Regions from separate parts of the Mus musculus genome. Here regions 2 and 3 are each linked to region 1. A link is a contact called in public Hi-C and HiChIP or PLAC-seq data. All regions are on one chromosome and are shown on one strand. The core of a region is the stretch at or near the end of the contact, and the rest is flanking DNA. Distances in the headings are between cores, read along the strand shown. Region 1 has its middle 26 kb from the start of 4930526H09Rik. Region 2 has its middle 7.6 kb from the start of Gm32990. Region 3 overlaps Gm33045 (predicted gene, 33045).

The links. Hi-C and Micro-C count contacts between places; a contact is called where the count stands out from the background. HiChIP or PLAC-seq counts read pairs in DNA pulled down with a chosen protein or histone mark.
Region 2: a contact with region 1 is called in an H3K4me3 HiChIP or PLAC-seq map of bone marrow-derived macrophages, with 4 times the contacts expected there. The contact joins two enhancer-like sites. A contact is called at or near these places in 1 of 484 Hi-C or Micro-C datasets (bone marrow-derived macrophages) and 4 of 115 datasets of contacts at active chromatin or transcription factors (bone marrow-derived macrophages, embryonic basal ganglia, microglia and 1 more).
Region 3: a Hi-C map of myocytes shows a contact between it and region 1, with 2.4 times the contacts expected there. The contact joins two enhancer-like sites. A contact is called at or near these places in 1 of 15 datasets of contacts at CTCF or cohesin (the NIH/3T3 cell line), 4 of 484 Hi-C or Micro-C datasets (the C2C12 cell line, cerebral cortex, embryonic fibroblasts and 1 more) and 1 of 115 datasets of contacts at active chromatin or transcription factors (pancreatic cancer cells).

Annotation. Positions count from the first base shown.
Region 1 is chr13:110,928,169-110,931,452 of GRCm38.p6, forward strand. No RefSeq gene overlaps it. Among named protein-coding and RNA genes, the nearest start is that of 4930526H09Rik, 26 kb to the left of the region's middle. Within about 2 kb of position 1,608, at least 66 of the 459 cell types and tissues checked have an H3K27ac peak or open chromatin away from gene starts, as enhancers often do. A contact at or near this core is called in the C2C12 cell line, bone marrow-derived macrophages, microglia and 1 more, where this site is marked.
Region 2 is chr13:110,559,509-110,562,792 of GRCm38.p6, forward strand. No RefSeq gene overlaps it. Among named protein-coding and RNA genes, the nearest start is that of Gm32990, 7.6 kb to the right of the region's middle. Within about 2 kb of position 1,488, at least 31 of the 459 cell types and tissues checked have an H3K27ac peak or open chromatin away from gene starts, as enhancers often do. A contact at or near this core is called in bone marrow-derived macrophages and microglia, where this site is marked.
Region 3 is chr13:110,631,980-110,635,263 of GRCm38.p6, forward strand. The region is part of intron 4 of Gm33045 (predicted gene, 33045); the gene reads left to right. Among named protein-coding and RNA genes, the nearest start is that of Gm33045, 6.4 kb to the left of the region's middle. Within about 2 kb of position 1,487, at least 24 of the 459 cell types and tissues checked have an H3K27ac peak or open chromatin away from gene starts, as enhancers often do. A contact at or near this core is called in the C2C12 cell line and myocytes, where this site is marked.

The DNA.
Region 1 (3,284 bases), core at 358-2,857:
AAAGAGAGAAAGACACACATACACATGGGGTGGGGAACAGAGGCAGAGACAGAGACGGAGAGATGGGAAAAAAAAACAAAAAACAAAACAAAACAAAAAAAAAAAACCCAGACCTACAAGGATTTAACTTCATAGTGTGGAAGTGATTTGGAGTGTGACCCCTTCTGACATTCTACTATTGAGCAATCACTCGTGGGTTTCACTTCTCAGAAAAACACAGGTGAGAAAAACAATTATGCTCACATACAGAATACAGAAGTAAACTGTAGATCAAAGAGGTATATTTTTTGAACTTAAAAAATGATGATGCATTTATCCTATTTTACTTCAGTGCTACAGTTCTGGGTAGCTGGGAAATCGTGAAGGTTCAGTCTTCTCTGAACCCAAGCTGCAGGGCAGTGAGTCCCACTGCAGGCTGCAGAGGGTGTTGGGCCAATTTCAAGGAAGTAAGAGGTAGTATGGAGAAAGATGTTCATGCAGGATCTTGTGTACATCTGCCTGATATTGTGTGGCTGCCAAGGGTTTCACATCTGGCAATCCTGGCTCAAAATAAGGATCACCTCACCTACTTCACTAGAACCTTTTCTCCCAACCTATCCTATACCTACCACACTCTTATTTCTTATAGGTCTACTTGACAAAGGCTTAGTGGGCATAATGCAAAAAAAAAAAAAAATATCAGACACTAGGAAAATCCCTAATCTGTGAATATCTTATTCATCTTGAAAAACAGATATTTAAAAATCTCAAATTCAATGTAGCCTTGGCTTGCTTTGGGGCTATAGGATGCTGTGCTTTTGTCAGTGTTTATAGTGGTCTAGACACAAGGATGGTGGGTTTATGGCTCACACATGCAAAGGAAGTACTCCTCTCCAACATACACACTGTCTAGACAAAGAAGGAAGAATTCAGCAGCCAGCTTGTTTCTGCTAGGCAGTCTTTGATCAGCAGAAACTGTCCTGCAGATGACATCAGGATTGTTGTGGCTAAGGCCAGCAGTGAGAATGGCAAACCAACACATTCCGTTAGCTTAGATTTGCCGCTGTGTATTCCTGGACTCGTTTATAACTTCTGCACAAATGTTTCTCACTTGTTTGTCAAGCTAACAAATATCTATGAAGCTCCCAGCAAGTAGCAAACACCACTATGCAATAATTCAAAAGACAGTTCCACCACCAAGGACCTCATGGCTTATGACTGATTTTTAAAGGGCAAGATCTCTCCTGAGGGATTTAAAGTTAGTTAGGACATGGGTCTTGTGATGGAAATTAACACCATGTTAAGCTTCACTTAAGTTTTGTATTTTGTTGTTACTGTTATTCCATCTCAGACCCTCAAAGAAATGCTAGCAACTCTTGCAGATGGAGAGGTCTGCTTGCTCCACTCTGTCTAGTCTGTATTTGGGAAAGGCACACCATACAGAAGATGGAGAAGTCACCTGGCATACCAGCATACCAGTTCCTGCAGAGCCTTCCCACCTCCTATGCATAAAATGCTCAGAAGCCTGTCCAGCTTGCAATGGCCTGCCTCTCCTTATTTGGGTATGGGGAGTGAAGTCAGCATAGTAGTGTCTCTGGTATTTCTAGTTGGCAGAGACATTGGTGAAGCCACCCCAGACCTCACACTGTATGACTATTCCCATGAAGTGACTCACTAGCCTCAGAATGCATTGCTAACACTGAGGTCAGCTTCGGAGCCATCAGCAGCACTCTGCAAGGGAGACAGCCTGTAGGAGATGAATTCTTCAAAGATAAGAGTGAATCTTTCCAGTCATTCATAATAAAGAAGGGCAGCTTCTAAGTGTATTAGATTTTCCCCACAAATTTATGAATGAAACCGGATTAGCCAGTTTACCCAAAGTCATATTGACTCTAAAGGTTTAAATAAAAGAATTTGTTTTTCCTGCTAGGATATAAATAGGCTTATAGGAAAGTAGTAAACGGACTTCTATTTCTATTATTTATAGGATGGAGTTAACATTTTCTGAACAAAAGAAAGAAGAATTGATAAGCTTCTTGAGTTGCCAGCCTGAGGTAGGGTATGAACTAGCCACGAGAAGAAACGGAAGCTGCCAAACTTTCAATCCCCACTTCCTTCTTGATGGTTGAGGATGTTCATGCTCATTAAGAAGGACCAACAATTAAAGGCCCCAAAATTATTAATTGAAGAAGAAGCAATCACATACTGACAAGGATTGCTTTATTCGTAGCCAAAGCCCAGTATTTGGAACAACAAATTTTGTGTAGTATGTATACAATAAATACCCATGAGTGAACTGAATAAATTCATTTAGAGTTGTCACCTACTAGGGGATATTACAATTCAACTTATCAAACAATAGTGAAAGGCTTCAATTTTGCCTTCCTCATGATTCTTGGGTAGCCGAAGATCGTGGCAATCTCACAGGGGCTTGGACAATTTAGTAGGTAGTTTTTGGTCAAGAAGGCTTTCCAGATGAGCTTGGCATGCAAATTAGTGAAGCTCAAACAATCAACCCTTTTTGTGAATCTTAGGATGACTTTAGCATGTAAATGAAGAGTGAGTCAAAATGCATCCCAAAGGGACATGTTTAAAAATTCTAGGCCACAGCCAGGTGGTGATGGCACACGCCTTTAATCCCAGCACTTAGGAGGCAGAGGCAGGTGAATCTCTGTGAATTCAAAGCCAACATGATCTACAGAGTGAGTTCCTGGACAACCAGAGCTACACAGAGAAACCCTGTCTCAGAAAACAAGGAAAACAAAGTCTAGGCCATGAGTAAGAAAAATCTCTGAGACTCAAAATTGAGTCACGATGGGCAGAAGTAGAAATAAATAACATCTTTACTGAAGCCTTAGCTCATTTGCATTCAAGATGCAGAGGACCTCTGGATGCTTACATCCTAATTATTTGAGGACTGTGTGATTTGGTCAATGAAGTTGGAGGCTCAGTATGTAAGTAAAATAATTACTAATGAAGAGTTGGTTAAAAAAAAAACCAAAAAACAAAAAAAAAACTGTGTTTATAAGTTAGGCCTCAATATTTCTTGGCAACCAAGCCCTGGAAAAATAAATATAAATATAAATGAATTTCAAGATTTTTATTAAAAATAATTTTTGGATCTCCAAGCTTCAAGTTCTTGGCATGTAATCTATTTTATTTCAATGGTCAGCTCATTTACTCCTCATAGGAACTCTTCTTTGGAACAGGTCAGACAGCCACACAGCTGGATTCATTAAGAGTTTGTTCTCAGTTCTCTGACAACAATCCAATCTTTTTTTTTCTAAATCTCTAAATCATGAAAG
Region 2 (3,284 bases), core at 238-2,737, 370 kb before region 1:
GGGCCAAGAAAAGCAATTGATGTACTAGAGTTTGCACGTCAATCCACAAATCTTTACATGATCCATGGCCTTATATTCTAGGCATAATTCTGGTTTACTAACTCTTTTTGACATGTAAAGATTTCATTGATGTTCTAGAAATCAAATCTAGGGCTTTGTATAGGGTCAACAAGTATACCACAGCCGAGAAATATCCTGCATATATGTCATATGTTGTTCAGTATTTCATCTACTGCTCAGATTTTCTGTTTGCCAACAATGTATGTAACTATCTTTATTTTTATATGCAAGAAGTTCTATGAGACACTGGGCATACATGACATTCTGGTCTCCAGAAAAGTCATCCTCTGAGACTCAAGGAAAATAAACACAGAAGCAAAACCAGTGCCGTTGATAAATGATGGAGCAGAGGGGAAAGCAGTTGCTGAGACAACAGGCCCAAGCTCTGGGGGAAAAAATGCTAGCAATGACATATAAGCAATGACATATAAGATGAAAGAAGGAAGCTGGGCAAAAGTAAACCTGGATTATTTGCTATTTTAACAGCCGAAAGACAGAAAAGAAACTGTGTGCGTGACAAAGTAAAGAGTTATAAGAAAAAACATTACCTATATGGGATACTATATATGATGCACAAACCAAAGAATTGGAATTCTATTTTCGAAAAGGGAACATATAACTCATACACTCTTTTAAACATCTTTTCTTTTGACCCTATATCCCCTAGCACCGATACACATACATACATGCATATGTCTGCATACCCATGCATGTGTGTGTATACACACATATACGTACATCTAAGTATGCATATTGTGCTAGTCAGTTTTCTCTTACTTTAACAAAATCCTGACATAAATCAACTTTTAACCAAGACAAGTTTATTTCTCTCACAGTTTCAATTCAAGTTTGGGTCTGAGGATAGTGAGACCACATCAGATTGGAGAACATGGTGGAGCAAGCGTTTCACTTCATGATGTCTGTGAAGCAAAGAGCAAGGAGGAAGGGAATGGGTTAGGTGTCCAACATCCCCTTAAGTGCCTTGCCCGCATTGGCTTAAGGCCTGCCATTTGCCTGCACCACCTAAAGGCAACACCACCTCCGCTGTGGATCAAGCCTCCACACGGGCCTGTAGGTTACACTGAGTCAAACCATAGCACGCATAGATGTAGACCTTCTCCACAGGAGCTCTGTTCCTCAGCCCCGTGTTAGCCCAAAACAGCAGGCACTTATGTAAGAGGAACTCAGGCAGTACAAACTTCTTAAGGACACTCGGAACTTCTCCGTCTGTTTTGGTTTTGCTTCTGCAGTTTCCTCCCTGGCAAGCTTCGCTCTCCGTGTAAGAGAACGCCTGCTTCGGCTCCTTTTAAACATGACTCAGTGGGTGAAAGTACTTGTGCGAGCTTAGAGGCTGGAGTGTAGATCCCGAAACGCAAATTAATGTCAAATAAATTAGTGAGGATGGGTAATCGCATCATGCTTACATTGAGAAAAGAAGACAAGAAAATCCCAGGAACCTCCAGGGCTGGCAAGCCTGGTGCACGCGGAGGCATACAGCCTGGAGACATGGCTGGAATGTACCTGTGTAAACAGACACACCTTCACATAATACACACAAATAAAATGTTTAACATAGAAAGCTAAATTATCTCAAGTTAGCCCCTTAATGATGGATGGAGACTGGGCCATTCTATTGCATTCTGTGCAAAGGAACCAGAGGGAATTGACGATCAATGCTTCTAAGCAGGAACTCTAAGCACTTCCGTTTACCATTGCTCCGCGGTTCCTGGTTGGATATTGGCTTTGAATGTCTAGTTGCTGATATGAGATAAGAATCGGCCTAGGACTGAGGTCCTGCTTGCTGTTGTAGCTAATCATAACTTCTTTTGCATAATGCACCGTATTTCCTTATTTCGCTCCTCGGGTTTCTTAAGAACTATATAGCCAGAGATGGACAAGATGAACTTCATAACTGGACGATGATTCTAGCGGCTACCCCATGCATCCTTTTCTTACTTTTGAAACTGACCTATGTGCATAAAGGAAACAAAGCTGGTTTTAGTTTAGTTTAGGTTTTTCTTTGTTTCCTAAGCTTTCATTTCCATCGTGGCCCATCGGAGGTATCAAACCCTAGGTCTTCACAAGGGAGCCTGGGTTCCTCTTCGTTTATCTGAAACATCAGAAATAAAACCTGACTTGTAAGGATGTTAATCTCCCACCGGGGGCATGTTCTTCATTTAAATTGACAATTTCATTCATTTATATAATGAATTTCCCTAACTTCATATTGCTTCTTCTCCTTGCCCTTTTCCAATCCCTGTCCATCGTGTAGTGGAACCTTCTCTCCTCCTCCCCCTCTCTCTTCATCGCCCCTCTCCTATCCCCCCCCCCCCATCTAGTGCCCTCCTACTTTCATCTCTTCGTTCTGTGTGCCCTCCACTGAGTCTAATCAGTTTCTACCCTGAGCATGGCTGGTTGTTTACCAGAGCAAGGGCTGACTCACCACTGGAGAAAATGACACCTTCTCCCCAGAAACCTTTAATTACCATTGTCCCTCAGGGAAAGGTGGGGTCTATGAGGGCCCTGTCCAGTAAGTTTCTTTGTCAGTGTGATCTGGGAATTGAATCAAACTCTCTTGCCTCCTTACGAGCAAGATAAAAAGAAAGAGCTGTGAGCTGGCATTTGTTTTTGTTTTTTGTTGTCCCCCCACCCCCACCCCCACAGATCTTATAAGCTGGGTACAGTCTGGTTGTTTCTGAGACTCTCTAGTTTGACCAGTGTGTTCCTCCAGCCTCAATGCTCAGTTTAAACCCTAACTATTTTCTTCATTTCCCAATACATTGAAATACTTCTACTAAAGATGAGAGGCTAAGACCGGAGGACCATGAACTTGAGAACAGCCTGGCCTATGACGTAGTGAATTCAAGGTCAGCTATGTTACCCAGTAAATGAATGTAAGCTGGTAGGATGCAAAGCCAGATTCTTTCAAACTTGTCCTTGCTACCCTGGAAAGAAATTACCCAATGCTTTGAGTTGGAGGAGCATGCCAGCATGGTATTCTAGAGGGGGCTACAGTGGATTTGAATACCCCTTTAAAAGACAGAAAGCATGGCTAAATATATATCATGACGTCAAGAAAGGTTCCTGTCTACAACTTAGTGTTTCAGCAAGGTTTCCTGTAATGACCTATGTCAGGTCACGTGGCAGAAAAAGACACACTGGGCAAGTGACAGTGAAATATAGAGAAAAAAAAAAGCTCAAAATCACACCACGTACAAAGAAGA
Region 3 (3,284 bases), core at 237-2,736, 300 kb before region 1:
CAGCTGCCACCGTGGGAGGAGTTCTAGCAATAAGAAATTCATAATCAAATTTCCAGTGTTTTTTTCCTCCCTGCTCTTTCAAGTCTAAAAAATTGGCACACAGAGAGAGAGAGAGAGAGAGAGAGAGGAGTGTCTTCAGATAATAGAGCCCCTGTCTATCTGCATAGCTTGGATGATTCCTCTTCCCCAGTACATAACACTGGTCTGTTTCAAAGCACATGTACCACAAACAAGAAACAAACCATCCCAGTGAGGGGATTATTTGCTACCAATGCCCACTTAACTGAAAAATTCTATAGTTTGTTCAAATCGACTTCTGAGATCTTGTGCTGACAGGATCAGAATTTGGGGTGTCATATTTATCAATGGTGGTTCGGCCAGTACGGAGCCAGTATGGAGAATCAGATGTACATTGTACATTAGCAATTGACCCCACTGTGGAGGGACTTGAATCAGAATTCCAGTGTTTCTAGGTCTTTTCACTGATGGTTTCCTCAGAAAATATTTGTCATGTGACTTAAGGGAGCCAACAGAAGGCACTGCTTTTGCATAGGACATGTATGGAAATGAAGCAACGAGAGAGATGGCTCCCAGGCCCTGCCTGTCTCAATGATGAGTGATGACCATTTTAGTCACCCTTTCCTTGTCTGGCACAACGTGTGAAGCTATGTGGGTTGGAAAGCTTGAGGTCCTAACTGGCAATCTAGCTAGAGCAGAGTACTGAGGGCATGGTGCATGATAATTTCAATTCTTCACCCAGAGTGCTGGACTCAAGGGAGCACATGAATACAGTGATATGGGTAAAGACTGGAGTTTACTAATAGCTACTCTAAAGGCTGTGTCAACTTTAAAGCTCTGTTTAATTCTGCCATGAGCAGTGTGTCTGCTCTGAACGAGAACCCAGGGCCAGTGAGCTGAAAGACTTGGTTATCCAACCCACAAACACCTGCTCTGGGCTGGGAACTGTGGACAGAAACAAAGCAAGATGTATAAGCAGGAGCAGTAAGCCTCCCCAGGTGCCTCTGCTCATTGTGCCAGTTTCTGTAGCCTTATCTTGGCTGGAGGCCTACTTGAGAGTAACAGCCCTTTCCCTCCATGCCATTTCATCTGCTTCAAGCCCAAACACGGATGGCTCACCTTATGTAGTAGTAGCTATTCAAAACCCCCATGAACGTGCTCCTCTTCCACAGTCTGCACAGACGCAAGGAGGGCTTAGAAAACACAGAAGCCCATGACTATCTAAGTGATAAGCTTCATCTATATTCCCCTGGGTCAGAAACAGACTCTGGGTAATTCAAGCTAGGAGATGTTCTTTCTGGTAAAAGAAATGGTACCTTGCTGCATAGCTAATAAAATGCATCATCTGTCAGCATTGAAGAGCCCTTTCGGTCCGTAATTATTATCATTAGGCACAAGTGTAAGTGCTCTGGAATTTCATCTTGGGGTGGGGCTCTGTGAATGGCTCTTAACTTCCCTAAAGGGCTCTCTGGGAGCAGGAAGCCTGCCCATGGAGAGCAACACATCACCACCACCACTCCTTTGAGTGGTGTTATTTGGGATTGTTTTAGTGACAACTGTTTGGATGACAAAACTATGTAAATTCTGTGGTTAGAAGAACTGATAGTCTCCTGGCTACAATGTTTTTGCTAGCTGACTTCCCAGCTGAGGCCATATTGTCATCTTTCCAAAAATTGAAAAGGGGATTCCCACATTTCTCCTACGCTACCAAGCATCCTTTACAGGCACACAATAAAAACCCTTTGAAGGGTTGAACCTCTTTAACTTGATGCATTATCTCTTCATTAGCAAAAGAAATCAGAGCTGAAGCAATCGACAGTGTTAATGGCACCCTTCTGCTTGCAGCCCACATTTGTGACCCTCCCATGAGTGTACAGGGCCCCTGCCATATGGTTAACTCTGTGGGGGTTGCCCTGGGGATTTCAGAAAAATGATGAGACAGTCTTCTTTTTAGAGGGGCTTATAATTCAATGATGAGCTGTCCTCTGGAGAGATATTAAAAAAAATAGTCCACAAACATCGGCCTTATGTCAGACAGATTTGGAATTCAACTTTACTCTCCCACTTTCAGGCTGATTGAGTCAGAATCCCAAATTTCATCTCTTGATTTCACATTTCATCATCTGAAAACTGGGAATGCTGATAACTCCTCTGAGACAAAGTGGGAATGAAAATGAGTGGGAAGGAAAATGACACTCACTGAGCAGGGAAAGTATTACTGAAGACCATGGTAATTATGACTAAATGGTGTGAAGGGATGGGATAGAGTAGCTATAAGTAAAATCAGTAATGATGAAGATGAAGATGGTGTGTATATCTGATATACATTTGAAAAAGAGAGAACCCTTTGGAGCTAAAATAAAAAATGTTTCAGAGTTGGCTTAGTTTGATTTTTTACTGTTGTGAACAAACACCATGAACAAGGAAGGCCAGTCTTACAAAAACAGCATTTAATTGTGTCTGGTTACAGGTTCAGAGGTTCAGTCCATTATCATCGGAGCAGGAAACATGGCATCATCCAGGCAGACATGGTGCACAAGGAGCTGTGAGTTCTGTATCTGGATTAGAAGGCCTCCAGAAGACTGGCTTTCAGGGTGTTAGGAGAAGGGTCTCAAAGCCTATGTCCAAAGTGACACACTTCTTCCTAAAAGGCCACATCTATTCTAACAAGGCCACACCTCCTAAAAGTACCACTCCCTGGGCCAAGAAGAATTTAAGCTAATTTTAAAATTAAATGTAGAATTCCGTTAGGGGAGGTTAAAATGTAGACATTCCAAGTGGACATAGTAGCTATGTCTAGTAGAAGCATTCAGTCTGTGATGTGACCTGTTTAGAATTCCACTAAAGGAATCTCATTTAAATAAATTTCTTCACCAAGTGAGTAAGGACATCCAAAAGCTCCTTTGTAGAGACTCCATGGATAGGTATTCAGGTTTAGTTTCTCAGCAACCTCCTCTAAATCTTTGGTTCTATTGTACTTCCAGAGGTAACACCCTTGGATATTACAAATGATACAATTTAAACTTGAAGGTTGGAGATGAAATTAACTTTGTCAATTCATTGACCTAAATTAAGGAGTCTGTACTAGACTATCTGGTGAGACTCCACAGAGTCACGGGGTCCTGGAGTGTCAAAGAAGAATGCATGCAGGGAGAACCAGCTAGATGGCAAATTAAGATGGCTGACCGAAGAAGGAAAGGTTCTCGAGTCAATGAATGCAAGCAGCCTGTAGAACTAAAAAGAAAAAGAAATTGCTTCCATTCATG